2 separate regions of the Mus musculus genome follow, and region 2 is linked to region 1. Evidence: chromatin contacts called from public Hi-C data. All regions are on one chromosome and are shown on one strand. The core of a region is the stretch at or near the end of the contact, and the rest is flanking DNA. Distances in the headings are between cores, read along the strand shown.

Region 1 (4,045 bases), core at 552-3,051:
AGTGAAGTGTTGATACTGAAAGCCTTATTAATCACTGTGGCTTAAGAGGGAACATAGGGACAGGCAGAGAAGAAAGCAAATGAAAAAGTAAGGAGTTGAAAGTATTTGCAAAGGTGTACTGATGTATAAAGTAAGATAATTTAAGATAGCAATACACTATAAAGAAAACTGTCCTGACAAACCAGAAGTGGTGGGGTTAGTTCTTTCTCCCCTTCCCTTCTCCCTAACACATACACACACACACACACACACACACACTCTCTCTCTCTCTCTCTCTCTCTCTCTCTCTCTCTCTCTCTTGAGACAGGATTTCATGTAGCTTTCAAACTCACGTCTTCACACACAGGCCTTAAGCCTGTGGAGTCCAGGAGAGGGTGTCAGGGTATCCCCTTATCCTTGCAGTTACACACAGCTGTGAGCTAACATGGGGGTTCTGGGAATCAGACCCAAGTCCTCTGGAAGATCTGCCAGTGTTCTTCACCACAGTCACCTTTCCAGCCAAAGTACTCATATTTTATTTAATATCATTAGAATCCTGTTATGTATTTTGGTGTCATGTTTTTTTTTCATGAAATTAAAATTATCAGCAAATATGTTCAAATGGTTTACAATTTGTTATATACAAGTATTATTTAATAGAGATGTTCTATCAATGTTGTATTCATCTGTGGTCTTAAAGCAGAAGAATCTAAAACCGAGGAAAGGAAACTACATCGTGCAAGGTTTGATAAAGCATTGCTTTGTTTAGAGGAGTCTCATCAGTTCAGCCACATATGGCTAATGACATTCTGGTTAACCGTGGGCCACAGTTATGGCAGGTATGCTTCGAGATTACAACGGAGAAATATTCCTATTGCCTAGTATATTCATGGTCCCCCCTTCCTGTGTTTAGATTGTGTCCCAGTGGTGCACAGCCTTTGGTCCAAGAGCATGTCATACAGGTGTCAGCTTGGATGGAGTAGGTGGTACAGTCTAGGACTGCATGAGGACACTCTATGACGTTTGCACTTAAAAATGTATTAATATCTGTGCCCATAATTCTTCCCCTAACGTCATGTCCCATACAAGGACCCACTGTAGAATATCATTCCTTAATTCACCCGTGCACCCTCGCTTAGACATGAAACTTCTGACTGAAGGCTGAATCCTTGACTGCAGGGGTCAAGCAGGGAATCTCTCCCTACAGGTGGCAGAAACACACTCATTCTCCAAGTTAACGCTAGTATGTCAGTAGCACACCAGTAATCCTAGCTCTAGGGAAGCAGAGACAGGAGGGTCACATGTTTGAGGCCAGCCCTGGTCTGTATAGAAAGCCCCAAGCCAGCCAGGACTTTATAGTGGGATGGCTCCGTTTCAAAAGAAAGAAGTTATCATTGGTAATAGTAATAACAACAATAGATCAAAATTAACCTAGAGCTTTATATGCAGTTAACATGACTCTTTTTTTTTTTTCCATCAAAGCCGTCATGCAGATAGCTCAGTGAATACAGGTGCGTGCTGCTGCCAAGCCAGACAACTTGAGTCAGATCCTGGAACCTACAGGGGGAAAGGGGAGAATACACCCCTGAGGCTTGTTCTTTGACCCCACATATGCACTGTGACGAAAATATGTGACTACACGTGACCTACAAGCCTGCACAGCTATGCACTTGTTTTGCTTCAATAACATATGAACTAGTATTGACACATACTGGGAATTAATATGCATTCAAAGGATTTCTTCATAAGACAATTTCCCCATGCTTGCGGTGCACGGTGAGGAACGAGAGTGCTCTGCTCTTTACGCTCTTATCCTGGACTGTGATTAAAGCCACATTAATGCAAACATGACTAATTTGGAATTTATGGGAATTCCATTGAAGCTGAACTTAGCCATTGTTCTCTGAAAAAAAAATTATTAAGAAAATTACCACATAAAAAAGGATGCCAAATGACTCCCTAGAGAGCCACAGAGACTTTCTGACTTCTAAGAGGCATCCCAGATACCACCAAAAAGGTACAAGCATAACTAAAGCCCACGGCTTCCAGTAAGATCACAAGACAACCAAATCAGTATCTTGTTTTTCTATTCCTGGAGCAACCTTCAGATAAGCCAAGTTTATTTATTTCATATATAAAGCATAAAGCGAGGGCTTGTTTTTGTTTGCTTTTATAAGTAGGCTACCTTTATCTTCCAACAACTTTGCTCATGTACACACAATCTTGATCATATCCCAACCAAGTTCCCCTCCCTTCTCCCAGACACCCTCAGCATGTCCTCTCCCAACTCATGTCCTCGCCTTAAAAAAAAAAACAAACCAACACACCAAGCCAAATGTTGCTTCCTGTTGGGATGCTGACTGACTTTGTATGGGTACCTACAGGGATGGTAGATGTAATCCCATCAACACAATGTCGGTGTCATCTCCAAAAGGCAGCATCTCACAGCAGGGCTCCCCAGCCACCAACTCTCACAGTCTTTACACACAGCCCTCCCCTCTTCTGCAATGGTTGCAGAACATGGTGGTGGGCAGTTGCTCCCGATGTTCTGTTCAGAGCCTCGCGCTCACTGATTCTCAGCACTTGACCAGTTATGTGCATCTGTGTTAACTGCAGCTGACCAATGTAGACAGGAACTTTACTGGACAACATTACATATCCGTTAGTGCTGTCTTCAATGGCGTGCGTGCGTGTGTGCGTGTGTGTGCGTGTGTGTGTGTGTGTAAATGGGCAACATGCCCAGTTAGCAAACCCGTTAGTAGTAGATTTCCCACTGACGACCTGTGACCTCCCTGGCCGTGATGAGTCTTTTAGTACATGTATAGTGCTAAGCGTGAATCCCTCCAGAGGCAGGCCTCAAATCTGACAACCTGAGTTTGATCCCCTGGCCCCACATGATGGGAGGATAGTCATAAAGACATGCCACAAAATGAATAAATAAAAATATAACTAAAATCTATAATAAAGAATTATGATTTCCTAGCACTGGAGAGGCTGAGGCAGGAGAGTTATCATGAGTTTGAGGCTAACCTGGGCTCTATAGTTGTGTTTTGGGACATCCTGGGCTACAGATTGAGATCTTGTCTCAAAATATCAAAACAGCAAAAAAAAATTAATACCATCATAACCTATGCAGTTACAGTAAACAAGACATTATAGACACACACTTGAGGGATATAGTCACCACACAACAGGAAGCTTGTGAAATTTTCTAGAGCCAAATATTACCCTGAGTGTAATTCTCCAAGGTATCTAAACTGAGGGAGCTTGAACGGTGTTTTAATGTCCAAGACACTAGAGAGCATTCTCCACACGTTGTAGAAATGATCTGGGTTAGTGTACAGGAACTGTAGAGAGACACAGCGTTTCATCTTAACTGATGTTTGTCCTTGCGTGCTGAGAACCAGTTAGAAGAGAAAAAGAACTCATCACTCCATGGCAAATTTTAGTTCTATTATTGCTTTCTACTAGTTTCCAGGCAATAGTACTTTTTTTTTTTAATTAGCTTTTAAGGCAGCATACAAAGTGATGTGTTTCCTTCTGACGTGTTCATAGATATTTTGGTAGGTTGTTGTTGTTTTATAAGCTTTTGATGTGTAAATTTCTATGTGCCTGCATATGCCATGCATGTTCAGGTTCCCACGGAGGCTGGAAAAGGGCGTCAGATCCCCTGTTGCTATAGTTCCAGGCTGTTGTGAGTCACCTGATATGGGCAATAGAAACCAAACCCAGGTACTATACAAGAGCAGCCAGCGCTCTTAACCACTGAGCCATCTTCCCACATACTTTGTCTTTAGTCATCTCTTCTGCCAACTGCCCCATCTTGTCTTTCTGGTCAGGAAGGCCAGAGATTGGATCTCTCTCCAACAGACCCCACTTCTCTCCTGTTACACATATTCCATTATCTTCCTGTTCTCTTTATTATCATTACAGCAATTCTGGGGACAATTAAACTCTCATCGTTGCATCTTTATTAAATCCTTCTCCTCCCCAGGACTTTCGTATTAGTCAAGTGAAAGGACAACACATATAATCCTAGAGATGATCTTTCCAGCTTTAGTATAAT
Region 2 (3,476 bases), core at 804-3,303, 200 kb after region 1:
CTATGTAAACGCGGATCTGTATGGTTACCTGCCTACAACTCCAGACTCTCAAGCAGAGAGGAAGAATCCCCTGAAAAAGCTGGATGATGAAATTCGTCAGATCAGCTCTGGGCTTGGCTGAGAGACCCTGCCTCGATGAAGAAGGCTGGGCCTCCAAGTGCACAGGCACTCACATACAAATAGAACCACACGTGTGCCCACACACATGCACGCGTGTATACACACTACACACACACACACTAAAATGAATTAAAAAAAAAAGCCAGGCGTGGTGGCGCTCACCTTTAATCCCAGCACTTGGGAGGCAGAGACAGGCAGATTTCTAAGTTCTAGGCCAGCCTGGTCTACAGAGTGAGTTCCAGGACAGCCTGGGCTACACAGAGAAACCCTGTCTCAAAAAAAACAAAAACAAAAAACAAAAAAAAAGAAAGAAAGGAAGGAAGGAAGGAAGGAAGGAAGGAAGGAAGGAAGGAAGGAAGGAAGAAAGAGGAGGAGGAGGAAGAGGAGGAGGAGGAGGAAGTAGTTGTTGTTTTAGGGTGAGGGATGTAGTTCAGTTGGTTGAGTGGAAATGCACCACAGAAACTGTGCCTAGGAGCAGGGTCTGACAATCCAGGCACCTGAGAGGAAGAGAAGACAGGAGAGACAGAAGTCAAAGGTCATCTTTGGGAAGCTCGATGCCAAGATTCAGGATGTTGAGACACACGAGACCCTTTCTCAAAAAGGGAAAAAGGATGATCATTATTCCAATATGACTTGAATCATAATTTATATAAATACAATTTAAGTGAGCTTAATCGAAAGAGCAAATCCCTTGTTGTCTGGAGTTCTAGTTCAGGCGACAGATCGATATTAGAACTTTTCATCTTCTCTGTGTCTCCACTCTGTTTCCGTGTGTTAGTATTTTTCTTAAAACAAAATGGACTCAGGAGGAGAGATGGCTTGACTCCCTGGTAAAGAGCAGGTGCTGTTCTTGCAGATGACTTCGGTTCCCAGCACCCAAATCAGGAGACTCACAATTCACTATAACTCCAGCTCTCTCTTGGTCTCCTATGGCACTGCACTCACATACACAATAAAATAGCTTTATGAAAGGGGGGCAGGTCTGGAGAGACAGCTTAGTGGTTTCAAGCACTTCCAGTTCTTGCGGAGGACCTGGGGGGTTCAAGTCACAACCCTCACGCAGATGGCAGCTCCCAACCATCTGTGAGCTCAGTTCCAGGGGATCAAATATTCCCTTCTCACCCTGTTCCAGGCGTGTGCTGCATATTCATGTATGTAGGCAAAACATTCATAAGATAAAATAACTGAATCTAATTTTAAAAAATTTTTAAAGAGTAGCTTTAAAAAAAATGATGGATTTTTTTTTTTGTTGCTGGGGAAAAATAGCAACTGTTTTTCCATATAGTGCCTGAATGTGGCAACTTCTGCAGAAGAAATCCTACACAATCACAATGTATCAGGTTAGTCTTTGATGGATCCTGTTGGTAGCAATGGACCACACTTGAACCAGTCTTGTGTCTAAACAAGGAAATTCCATGTCTGTCCAAGCCTGGTTCATATACTGTTCCTGTTATGGAGTAATTGGTGCCTGGGAATTGGAGCCATGGGACTTAGGAGTAGAAGAGCCATGCTTCCTTTAAAAAGGGGGTTGTCAGCAAAGACAACAGAGTGCTCCCTGTGATAGTAAGGTGCACAAGCAGGTCTTTCACAGCACCCTCAAAAGTGTTTAGGCATGCATTTAAGGAGCCTGTGACAATTAGTACTTTTCCAGTTTGAGAGGACCGAGGAGGGAAGGGAAAACAGTGACGTTTTGCCCTGGAACCCGTGACCTTGCATCATGGGAATTTGTGTTTTAGGAAGTCTTACAGCTTGCCTGTCCCAGAGGTCAACTCTTCTATTTTTGTTGTTACCTCAGATAGCATGCTTGGCTGCGAGGCATTCCGACTACATCTTCTGTAAGACAGGATGGTTGGTCCCTAATATGGCAAGAAGCTCTCTCTAAATCACATTGAAAATCCTGGGAAGACCGAGGCTACAGGGTATGCTCCAGTAAGCCTGTTAGAATTACTCATGGTGACTCTCGGTTATGTCTGGAACTCTCACTGAAGTGAATAAACAGATGGCCAGCAGTGGCTAAAATTGAAAGTAGTTTGAAAAATGTTGAGGATAAATTCCTTTAATATTCTCTATACTTGAGGATCCTTCAGAAATGACTAAGCAATGTGCATTAAGAAGCCCGTTCCTTCTGGAATGGATTATACTCAAGGAGAACAGATGTGCTCTGGGGAATTACTCGTTCTACATGCCTCTCACAGAATTCTTGAGGCATAATTAATTGAGGATGATTATTACCTCAGAAATAGCCTGAGCCAAGACTTCACCAATAAAGTATTTTTTTATTAGCTTCCTAATAGCTCATGTTATTCACAGGAAACTCACAGGAATAGGCATGCTGTGTCTTAGGAAAGGTCCCATTTAGGAATATGCCGGAGACAGAAACAGCATTGTGGTGGGAAAGTCGAGCTTCAGGATTCTGGGTCTCAGAAACTATGCCAATAGGATTTCCTGAAGGCCAGGACAGCTGTGGGGATGCAGCTGTGAGGATGCTGATGGGAATGCTGGAGTAGATGGAGCTAGAGAGTAGCCACATCACCCAGCTGAGAGCAGTGTGGGCAAACGGGGAGACACACATCAGGATTTAGGAGAAACCTTGGAGTTACAGAGCTAAGGATGAAGAAGAGGATAAAAAACAAAAGGAAAGCAATTTGAGCTAAAGCAGTCGAACTAGCTCTGGAAATGAGTTTAACTAATGTAAGGCTATGGGAAGATGCTGAACGGAAGAAGATGCTGAGCCTCACTACAGGAAGATGCGTAACAGCAACAGAGCAAAGCAGACCCCACTCTTAGCAATATAGTTTCTATTTTGTGGAAACAATCTTGTCTAATACCCTTTACAAATACAGCTGGGGTTGGGTTTGGGGGGTGAGCCCCAGAGAGGATGTAGTAATTATGCCTCTTGCTAGTTAACAGATGACTCCAAAATGTACTGGCTTACATAAGTGATTCGCTCCCAGTTCTGTAATTTGGGCAGAGCTTGGCAAGAATGGCTTTGACACCACTCCACGTGGCAGCAGCTGGGGTGATGCAGTTCTGGCTTGTGGTTTTTCTTTCCAAAATGGTCTTACCCATCCAGGCAAGTTGGGGCTAGTGTCAGCTGGAAGATCAGCTGGGGCCATTAGCCAAGGATTTAGTTCTACACATGGCCTCTACATGTGGCTAGGCTGGGCTTGTGGAGCGGCCACTGTTCACAGCTCGGCAATCAAAGGGTAGACATATTACATTGATGCTTTCCCCTACGGTGCTAGTAGGTCTTCATAAGGCCTGGAACCAAAACACTATCACTTCTTCTGCTTTCTATTGGTTAAAGTAGGTCCCAAGGCCACCAGATTCTAGAGAAAGATGGAGACAGAGAAAGA

What was found. Hi-C and Micro-C count contacts between places; a contact is called where the count stands out from the background.
Region 2: a contact with region 1 is called in a Hi-C map of embryonic fibroblasts, with 23 read pairs. The contact joins two enhancer-like sites. A contact is called at or near these places in 5 of 39 promoter capture datasets (the SN4741 cell line, embryonic stem cells, fetal liver and 1 more), 1 of 15 datasets of contacts at CTCF or cohesin (large pre-B cells), 40 of 484 Hi-C or Micro-C datasets (the 63-12 cell line, B cells, the BV-2 cell line and 23 more), 15 of 115 datasets of contacts at active chromatin or transcription factors (bone marrow-derived macrophages, craniofacial prominence, embryonic basal ganglia and 11 more) and 2 of 9 other capture datasets (adipose tissue and bone marrow-derived macrophages).

The regions. Positions count from the first base shown.
Region 1 is chr10:93,597,515-93,601,559 of GRCm38.p6, forward strand. 4933408J17Rik (RIKEN cDNA 4933408J17 gene) reads left to right here. Exons shown (of 4, transcript NR_045810.1): 3 at 1,462-1,996. Among named protein-coding and RNA genes, the nearest start is that of Snrpf, 9.9 kb to the left of the region's middle. Within about 2 kb of position 1,802, at least 10 of the 459 cell types and tissues checked have an H3K27ac peak or open chromatin away from gene starts, as enhancers often do. A contact at or near this core is called in embryonic fibroblasts, where this site is marked.
Region 2 is chr10:93,797,923-93,801,398 of GRCm38.p6, forward strand. No RefSeq gene overlaps it. Among named protein-coding and RNA genes, the nearest start is that of Gm26239, 7.6 kb to the right of the region's middle. Within about 2 kb of position 2,054, at least 46 of the 459 cell types and tissues checked have an H3K27ac peak or open chromatin away from gene starts, as enhancers often do. A contact at or near this core is called in embryonic fibroblasts, where this site is marked.